2 separate regions of the Gasterosteus aculeatus genome follow, and region 1 is linked to region 2. A link is a contact called in public Hi-C data. All regions are on one chromosome and are shown on one strand. Each heading gives the region's core, a stretch centred on a gene start, on an enhancer-like site or on the middle of the called end of the contact. The rest is flanking DNA. Distances are from core to core; before and after follow the strand shown. Region 1 holds the start of selenot1a (selenoprotein T, 1a). Region 2 holds the start of mrps14 (mitochondrial ribosomal protein S14).

The links. A called contact is a pair of places that touch in the nucleus more often than the background predicts.
Region 1: a contact with region 2 is called in a Hi-C map of skeletal muscle, with 2.6 times the contacts expected there. The contact joins the promoter of selenot1a here to the promoter of mrps14 in region 2. A contact is called at or near these places in 2 of 6 Hi-C or Micro-C datasets (skeletal muscle and tail fin).

Annotation. Positions count from the first base shown.
Region 1 is chr3:2,210,872-2,215,816 of fGasAcu3.hap1.1, reverse strand. selenot1a (selenoprotein T, 1a) reads right to left here and starts at 3,640. Exons shown (of 6, transcript XM_040171950.2): 1 at 3,314-3,640; 2 at 2,442-2,552; 3 at 1,285-1,411; 4 at 754-841; 5 at 465-631; 6 at 1-355. The coding sequence starts at 3,447. The coding sequence ends at 507. It overlaps kif2c (kinesin family member 2C), which reads right to left. Exons shown (of 21, transcript XM_078098641.1): 19 at 4,867-4,941; 20 at 4,674-4,767; 21 at 4,164-4,341. The coding sequence ends at 4,280.
Region 2 is chr3:2,073,897-2,079,225 of fGasAcu3.hap1.1, reverse strand. mrps14 (mitochondrial ribosomal protein S14) reads right to left here and starts at 2,553. Exons shown (of 3, transcript XM_040170979.2): 1 at 2,265-2,553; 2 at 976-1,140; 3 at 242-757. The coding sequence starts at 2,333. The coding sequence ends at 575.

The sequences.
Region 1 (4,945 bases), core at 2,391-4,890, 140 kb before region 2:
ATTACTGACCTATGTTTAGAACAATTTAGTTAAAATTCTACATATGGCTCAGTGGTATAAGTTACAATTTTTAGATTCACATAGACCAATTAAAGTTAAAGACTATAAGTATCAATTTAAGTGGACCATCGACGGCTGGATGAAATCTGCAGTAGTATGAATAGTACAAGAAAAGGACAAAAGAATGGCCGGCACGGTTGCCATGGATCCCACTCTGGCGTCAGGGGCGGGACGTCTCCAAGGAGCGTAGTGAAGATTGATGGGGGGCATCCAGTCTGAGCTGGCAGTCTTCCTGCCTTCAGCGCAGACCTTCATAAACATCACTTCACAGCCCAGTGAGATTCCCACCTCCAACCTAGAGAGGAGGACAGGGATCGAATAATAGAAAATAAAAAGATGTCTGGAAAGGATTAGCAGAGGGCTGATGGAGAACAGAGCCATGCTTTGAACAACGCTAGACTCACATGGAGGGGCTTTTGGCTCTAGCCAGGACATGACGAGTAGGGTTAGGAGATGTGGTGGGATCCTGTGTTCATGTGAACGTTCATCTTCATCTCGTTGTCCAGGATTTGCACAAGCTGCTGCATGGAGGGAAGGTGACCCGACTCTAGTTTTGACCACACTGGCACGTCTATGAAATAAAAAAGACAATACATAATTCACTGGATTTCACAACCATCCATATCATAATGTTAAATAATCGACTTAAGCCAACAGAAGTCAAAAAGCACGTGCTGTGAATCATGAACTCACCATTTAATGTGATCTCAAAAGCTCCTGTGGACATTAACTGGTTTTCTATCATGTTGCTGAGGAAGAACACCATCATGCAAGCATATATCTGAAAGACAAGAAACGTTTCATTTAAAAATTAGCTTTGCAGTCCCGCTTTATCTCACGTTTTGCTTACTCTGTGGATCACAAGGGCGATGCCGTGAAAATATACAACGCAACAGTTAAAAAGGACAAATTGGAGGAGTGTTGTGCGCTATTGTCATCGGGCTGCTTTGACATGTATATGTTCTGATTGGATCTGACTAAGCTCCATGAGGGGGGGGGGGGGGCTGTAGATCTCGCAAGTGTGTACATCTACATTAGCACAGTATACCTAAACCATTTTCTCCCCCCCATGCTCGTGGTTTATATCTGTGACTGATGAAACATGTGCTCAAAGGCATCATACCGCCTCACGCTTCAGCTCACTGCAGCGTATGCAAAATACAGAGGCAACTCGGTCAGAGGAGCGGACCCTTCATGGCTCTTTATAGTTCCAGTGAGCCTTACCTTATTTCCCTGCCCCCACTCCCAAACGCCTGGGGCTTGCATACCAACGAGGGCGAATGGGTCCCTGCCGATAATAATCAGCCCAATCAACAGCAGTTTGAAGACAGACAGGAAGGAGGCAACGTGTCTGAGGAAATAAAGAAACCATCTTTTAGTACAATTATTAAACCTCACATCTATTCAGGTAAATGGGACATATCCATGAAGCAGGTAAATCTAACTGGAATACAAAATAATTAACCGTTTTAACTGGGATCAAGATTCTGCAAGTGGAATGTATATTAAACCTTAACTGAAATAGGATGCAGATTTAACACCATCACACTTCACCTACAACACAGAGCCTGCAGCCTGCCTTCAAACATGTATGAACGGTTGAATTTATTCAGGGTGTGATAGTCTGCTTTCGTCGATGGAGATAATCTCGGGTGTGTTCATTAAGAGTTCAGCTGATGAGACCTCTGAGGGCTTCAGTGACTCCTGGGAAAGGTGCACAAAGAAGTCTCACGTAGGGACTTGAGGTCTGATCCAAATACAGACATTGATGCGTCATTACTAGACTACATCAATGCTGCGCTCTGCTCTGCTTAAAATTGTATTCTGCATCCAAAACACAACGTTATGTTAATATTCAGCCCAGTCCTAGTTTAGGGAGGTACGCCCAGCTAAAGCAAACGCAGTCTATTTAAACAGTCATGCCATATTTTTGCCTTGCGTCATTGATCAAATTGGGGCAAACAGGGAAAATAAAACTGTTTCAATAACACTGAATAGAATCGTCGTTATTGACGGTAATGATTAAGGCAGGAATGTTGATTTAGATTTAAGTGTACTAATAAAACCTAATGCATTTTTAGTTGTACGAACACCACAAATTTATCAGACCGATAAATTGTAATAAGTCACTAAAATTGATATCACACATTGTAAATTGGTCCTAAAGAAATACCATGGATTAAGTGACTAATTATCATAATGATCATCTACACATTATGCACATCTGACTTATGTTTTCCATTTTAAGGGCCAACATCTTTGTCCATGTTTGTAGAACTACAGAGCACCACTGAATCCCAGCTAATCCCAACCAGCTTCCAGGCTGCTTTAATGGTTTAATGTTGTGGATCGACTTGTAACAGGTGCACAAGCCCTCTTACCGATAGAGGGGCACGGGAAGATAGTTCTCCCCCTCAATGCGGATGTCCGGGTACCGCTGGTACAAGGCCTGCGTGTACTCCTCAAACACCCGCTTGTACCCTCAGGAAATGCTGCGGGAAGACCAACAAAATGAGAAAAAAAACACACACACACACACACACAGTGTACAGTTGCAACATCACAACAGCAAAAACAATGTAACGGAAAGGCGGTGATTCATGGGTAAATTATAGGGATTAAACCTTGAAGGACAAGCACACGTGAACCTCAGGTATGTTAGATTGTTAAAGATAGTGTGACATCACAATGAGAGGCAATTCAACACGTAGAGCTTTAATTAAATGCAACAGGGGCTCGTTTGTGGCATACGATTGTTTGAGAAAAGTAAGTTTTACGCTCCCTCCGTCTTTTCAAAAGTCACGTGACATCGCTACTTGCATAACGTCAGAGGATTATTAACATCGGTCACGTTTGATGAGTTAGCGAACGTTACGATGGCTCCTAGGTCACTTTTCCCCGCGATCAAAGACAGTTGCAAAACAAACTGAGCACTTTATCGGATTTTTTGTTGTTGTTGCAAATACACGTGAAACTGACGGGCCGGTTTGACGGCGGCGGCGGCGCTTTGGACCGAATGTTCACGACGAGCGGCAGAAATCGGGAACTTCCATTTAACGTTAATCTCCCCGTGTGCTCAAGCGGTGGTCGCGTAATTCCTCAACAACTAGCGACACTTACGTTTCTTCTCTTATAACGAGCCTGAATAAACCACCGGCGGCTCGCTAGCTGTCGGCCTGTGCTGTTGCTAGCAGAGTTTAGCTAACGTTAGTTAGCACGCAATGACTCGCCAGAATTTCGCTTATCTGGTTACCAAATCTGAAACTTGAGAAGGGGACCGGTGGCGAACTGCAGCTTCATCTTCTTCACGCCACCGCTGTCGCCAGACGCGGCGCAGCACAGCGAGAAGATCCCCAAAACCAGGAGCGAGAACCGTAGACACGCCATCGCCTTCCGCTGCTGGATCCGTTTCCTCGCCTGTCAGACGGAGGAGCGACTTAATCTGTTTAGTTGCTGGTTGGTCCCTCCTCTTCCTCTGGCTGTGATGGCACGTGGAGCTCCCTCTAGCGCCACCTGCTGCTGCGGCTGCTCTACTGCCCTAAAGTGCGTGCAGGCTGCTCCTTCAGGTACCAGCTGCTTCAGCCCCCCCTGTACATTTATCTGTGTTATTGAAATATCTGTATAGAAAATATTTCCATTTTTGGTGGATTCTTGCGTTTTCAGATTCTGGTATTCATAAGTTTGGATTTTTTTTTAAAATGTCTGGGCTCTCCAACCTTTGTATTTCTGTACATTTCCCCACTCCAGAACCAAGTATCAAAGTCAGTTAAGTAAACAAAACCTTTTCCCAAAAGGTTAGTTGTAAATCCAAATCCAATATGTAGACAAATTCAGGATCATCCTCAAAACCCAAGTGTTCAGTCAGTGTTCACAGTTGGGTAGTAAACAATTATACAGCTTACCAGTGATATGTGTGTCCGTAATTCTTTTCTGAGTGTATCATTTGCTAAAAATATACATTTTCCTTATGACAAATAGCATTTTATTTTAAGCTCAAACAAAAGTTAATCACCCATTGAGGGGATTAGGGTTGAACTCGTTTAATTGCAAATGTATTATGCTTCCACATTAGCATAAAAAATATAAGTGTAGTCTCACAAGACTTTAAACATTTTCAATGATAGTGTCAGTATACATTTTATTTATTTAAAACAATCAATCAATCATTAACACATTTAAATCAAGGAACTTTTAATAAACACCCCTACGGAGTGAGTTCTCAGTAGCGTTGCCTGGACATTTTCTCCTGTTCCACCGCCGTCTGCAAAGCCTGTACCACATCTATGGGTGACGGAGAAGAAAATACATTTAATAAAGTGCATTTATCCACCAAGATGGTACTTTATTTTGAACAGATTCATCCTGGCACATGGTGCATCTGGTGAGGAAAACGTTTCTCCTGTGCTTCCCCCTGGTCAGCATGCAGTGATCACACGTTAGCGGAATGAACTATTTGTGCCCCACTACTAAATAACCTTCTGCTACGCCAATAACAAGGGCGTCGGTTAGCGTTGCACGTGATGTCAGGATTTTCCAGGATGCCTGAAAAATGATTCACGGACAAAAAAGAAAAGAAAAAAGAACACGATCAAAATATTGTGGTTTGTACAAACCCAATAAATGATTTGCATGGTCCACAAGGTCAGGAAGTGCAGCCTCAATGCTGTAAGAGGTTTGTCCCATCGCATTGAAGAGTTCACTGGCTCTCTGCAAAAACAAAAGGCCACACAAGCATAAGGATCTACAGAGCCAAACCCCAGCATCACCACGCGTCTTGTATTCTGTAATAGACTAATCAAACTATACCTGGAACTGTGAGTAAACCTTCTCCTGGAGCTCTCCTACTAGGGATATGGGTTCAGTGGGATCCTCAACAGATTCCTAC
Region 2 (5,329 bases), core at 1,304-3,803:
AGCTTTTCTCATTTCATTAGTATAGATACAATTATTAATCATTAAGTTAAGCTATGAAAAACAACTGCAATGTTTTGGGACGCACAGCTTTGGTTTTAGGGGACTCCTTAGTCAACACCTAAACAGAAAACCCACCCAGTAAAAAATATGGTTTTACTTGACTGTTTTTAGAGCAATAACACGTCTAATCTCTTCATTAACTGCATACAATAATGTAAAACAAAACAGGGGAGACGTTAGATACGTACAACAATATTTATTCATCCATTGAGTTTTCAAGTCACATCAACATTCACTCCTCCGAGAAGTCACGGAATATTTTTCTCTTTAAATATTATGTCTTTAGTTGTTTTCATATTTAGAAGAGCCACGACACAAACAAAGCAAATAATCTGCCAAAGGATTTGATTTATTATCTTATCAGAATATACAGAAAATATGCAGCAGTACTCTCAGGGGATACTTTAAACATTAACACATATTTAAAAAAGGTGATTTGCTGCTTATGACACTAACCACTGACACAGCTTTTTTCTGTATTCCAAGTCGACTGTAGTGTCCAATGGATCCCCAATCACCACCTTGCCCTCAGAATCCCGGACATCTGGTTGTGGTCAGCCAAGTGGCGGAAGACAATTCGGCTCAGTCGCCATCTCCGCTTCACCCCCCGAGGTCTTGATGTCATCACACACCTGTTGCGTATTCTCACAGGACAGCTGTCTCTTGGTAATGCTGCAATTTCTTTATCGGCCACCTCCTGCAAAAATTTTTTGTTAAATGCATAGGAATTCAGTGTTTTGTTTTTTTGTATTTGAAATCATTTGGAACCGCAGTGGATTTGGGTTTTAATGAATTTAATGATTACTACATATTTGATTATGGTAAAAGCTTATACATTATACTGGTGTATTATTGCTCAGTACTAAAAAAATACGGACCGTAAGTGGCATTTTGAAAAGACATATTGCACCGTACCTGAAGCTCTTTGGGCAGGATGGTGTTCTTCCTCAGTGCATTGATCCGTAACCTCTCATCAGCATAGTCAAAAGCCATCTGTCTTCTCTTCACGTCCCTAAGCATCCTCCAGTCGACGTAGTAACTCCTCGCCTGCTCCACCGCCCCCCAACAGCTCCTCAGGGCCTGCAAGTAGCGTTGAAGATGTTTGTATACAAATGTTATTGTGATCACAAAGCTGATCATTTGGATTCATAAACACTGTTATGGACAACGGCCAAGCAAAGAGTCAACGTGGGTTTTTGGACTCACTCAATATCCCCTCGTAACTAGGGTCGCCCCCCCGTTAATCAAATGAAGTACTTATTTCAAAACGTATAAGCAAGCAACTGGTAAATGCAGCATTTTTTCTGGGGCGTTTTCGCAAATCTTTAATGGAGAAACTTAGTTCTACAAAGTTGTCGATTTAAACCAAAGAAACAAAGACAGCGATAGTCTCTAATTGTCATCGGTTTCAACTCACTGTAGCTATCGTGGCAACATATGTAATCAATATCAATGGAGCCAAACAGGTGCACTCATAAATAAATAAATAAATAATAAAATGACTAATATACGATATAAGATGACTCAATACCACTGCCATTAGTTTGTGCATTTGGAAACACTGAACAGTGAAGTCAGATGGCATTCACAATAATCATACTATATCAGCTTGTGTTGTCAGTGGAAAATTCTATATTCTATTAACCCGTTTTAAGTGTTACCGGAAACAGGACTCTGGTTTGAATATTTGATGTAGGATGAACAGTTAAAAAACAAAAACGTTCTCTTATAAAAAACAGAACCCTGTCGTAGCTGCTGATATCGTGTCCCTGTGTTAAAGGTTTTCCCACTCGGACGTGTTTCCCCGTGAACACGTTTCCCTCTCGTCTTTAGGTGCGGACATCTCAAAGCAAACATGTTTTGCAGGTAGTTTGTTAAACTAAAGCAATACAGATGTGCCCAGCGGCGCGATCACATCTGCTTCATTCGCTCACCTTCAACGGACGGACATTTTTACCCTTTTACATGGATCTGTCAGATAGCTCCCTTTGCTATTAGCTATTACGCTAGCAACACAGGTAGGTAACTTATCGTATAATTAACGTCATACAAGGCGTGAAGTTAGCATTAGCTTCGAAACTAACAACAGAAAGCTAGCAGCACTAACGTTAGCTAATACTGAAACGTTTGCTTTCTCAACCTCATACTTGTGTGATAGAGTCGTATTTATAACCCCTGATATTGGATTGCATGTGGTAAGTTACCTGCTTTGGGGCGCAGACAGTAGAATAAAGGGCATTTAAACCTAAACAAGCCACCCTGTGCGCCGCCATATTGACCGAGTCTGTCACACAGAAGCACCGAAGGAGGACGGCGCCACCGGAGAAATGTCGCCGCCTGTCGGGCGGGAGTGGGAAAGGAGAAGCTTATTGTAGAGGAGATCTACTGCGGCACAAAGTGTTTTGCAATGTGGTTATTGATGACTAAATTAAATTTGGTGATCAGATCAGTGATGGCAAACCAACGCGACTCAATTGCATCTTTGACCACAGCGGGAGGAGTTTAGTCGTGCTTGGGACTTGTAGTTTAAGACCCCGGTAATACTACTAACGAACCAGCAGGGAGCAGTGTCGTTCTATGAGCTTCAGGTCATATTGTCTCCAAAGAAGTGTCTAAACATGTGGAGTCAAATCCTATTCTCCAATCCTCTGAAACACCAGACACATCACTTCTCCCCTGAAACCACTAACAATGGAGCTGTATTGAATGAAGGACGTACATGTATGAAACAGTGTACTTATTCACGGGATCAGCAGGGGATGGTTTTACCAGGTTTATTATACAAAATACATTTAACAATTACAGATTCAGGATTCAATTTAAGTTGTTTTAAACAATTCCTATAATTTGGGATGCATTCTTGGATAAATACAAGCACATGACGCACAGCAGGCTTTGCTTCCTCTATAAAGAGTAACATCATGAAGCAGGGTGGAAAATCTGTAAAGGCTTGTGTTAAATGAAAATGACTGATTGCTCCAGTGTAGCTCTTATAATAGAGGTATTTGTAAAACTGATGTTACATATACAGCATCAACTCTTCTTATATGTTCAGGGTTGGTTGGTAACATTGTTTTGATCATTAATGTCAAGCAAGACAAAAAGTGCCTTTTTGGTAAACACAGCATCGCCATTTAACAGCAGCAGTATCTCATCATTCAGCTGTTTTTTGGCCCTCAGTTGGTTTTGGCCTTAAACACCTAAAGTGGCAATACCACCAAGAGGGCAAAACCATTGCCTCTTCCATGCATTTTACCCCCCTGGCAGAGAGATGTAAAAGACGCGAGGACCTGAAAGCTGACCTTCTTTGTTTCCATGCAGTGTACAATGTATGACACGTGCCGAGATTAAAGCTTTGCATTGGTTCGTCAAAATACCGTTTTTACAGAGTTTTAAACAGTCTGCCATCAGATGTTGATTTGAGTTTGTAACTGTTTGAACGTGTGAAGAAGGAGGTGATTAGTGACGTACACTGGCTCATGAATGAAAAGGCTTTTGATCCGCTGTGTGTGGCTGGGATTGCTCTGCGTTAAGGGACCAGTGAAGAGGAAGCACTCAAATAACTTCTTGGACTCTCAGACCGTATGAGTGGATAATACAAATAGAATATCACTTTTTTTTTATCAGCTGGCATCAAAGGAGCATTTGAAAATAAAGGTGTCATGTAGACAGGTGACTTAACAGCAGTGGAGTTAATGCCTCACAGAGGATCAAGACCTCAGCCTGGATCAAAGCAAAGACTTGGGAGATTCGGGGCCAAATCCGCGCAATATAGAACTGAGGTGTTTCTCAGATAAGTGAAGATTACTCATTGGCAATGCAGAAAAGTGGCCTTCTCCATGAAAACAACTGCAGTCAACAATACGGACATGCAGGGTCAAAAATGTGCAACTGAGACAGAGTATATACGACTTGAAGTATCATCTATGTATTTACACTGTATATAATATCTGTAGGCGGCACGGTGGCGTGGTGGTTAGCACTGTCGCCTCACAGCAAGAAGGTCCTGGGTTCGATTCCACCCAGTGGCCTTTCTGTGTGGAGTCTGCATGTTCTCCCCGTGTCTGCGTGGGTTCTCTCCGGGTTCTCCGGCTTCCTCCCACAGTCCAAAGACATGCTCTGGGGATCAGGTTAATTGGTGACTTTAAATTGCCCGTAGATGTGTGAATGTGAGTGTGAATGGTTGTATGTCTCTGTGTAGCCCTGCGATTGGCTGGCGACCAATCCAGGATGTACCCTGTCTATCGCCCGAAGTTGGCTGGGATGGACTCCAGCCCCCCCGCGACCCTGTGTGCAGGATAAGCGGTTTGACAATGGATGGATGGATGGATAATATCTGTATGCATTATTTAAGATTAATGTATATATAATATTCATCCAGTTTGTCTAGTTTCATCTTAGTTCCAGTTATTGTGGATTTTTGTTTTTTTGTTACTGCAATGAATAACTGTTTCGATGTAGTTTTTTTTCGCTGGGAGACAAATAAAGGATTATATTATCTTATTTTATGTAGAAGTTGAAAATACACAATGCGCTATAGTGACCTTATTGTCATCTAATAATGGCGTTAGATGGATGAGACGGGACCTCAGCAATCACCGCCTCTGGTAGTTCGAATAATGAGTGCAGTCATCTCTAGCTGCCAAAACAAAATGCATCTTATCAGCTAAGCCATAAAATCACATCATATCATATAAGTACTGGAAGTTATGAATCTCAAAGAAATGTATCTTATCTTTGCTGCAATGATCTGCACATTTTTAAGTTCATACAAGTCATCTACATACATAACATCAAATATGTTAATACACATTTTCTTACCTTTCTATTAAGCTCATTTGGACAAATGAATTGAATGTATCATAATCAAAGCAGACGTAGTCCCGAATAAACTACAAGTGAGCCAACTCTAGTCTGTTGGATCAATCAAAAAGAAAAGGGTTTGCGCTTTGTTTCTTTTTTTTTTTTTACAATGTTTCTTTACTTTAGCTCACTGAGGACCTATTTCAAACATCTTAGTAACTTAATATCCACAAGGTGTTATGTCTCTACACACCAGTCTATACAAATGCGGTTAAGTGACCAGAGCCCATTTGAAATATTCCACTCTTTCTATAATAATCATTACACAAAGAAAGCATACTCAGATGCCTACGGTACCTGCTGCAGAGAGGGAAAAAAACATTACCGTGAGACGTTTCCTGTATTTCTGTGGGTAAAATATACAACTCTCCCTCTGTCCTCGACAGGTCGTAAACTTCACAAGCGG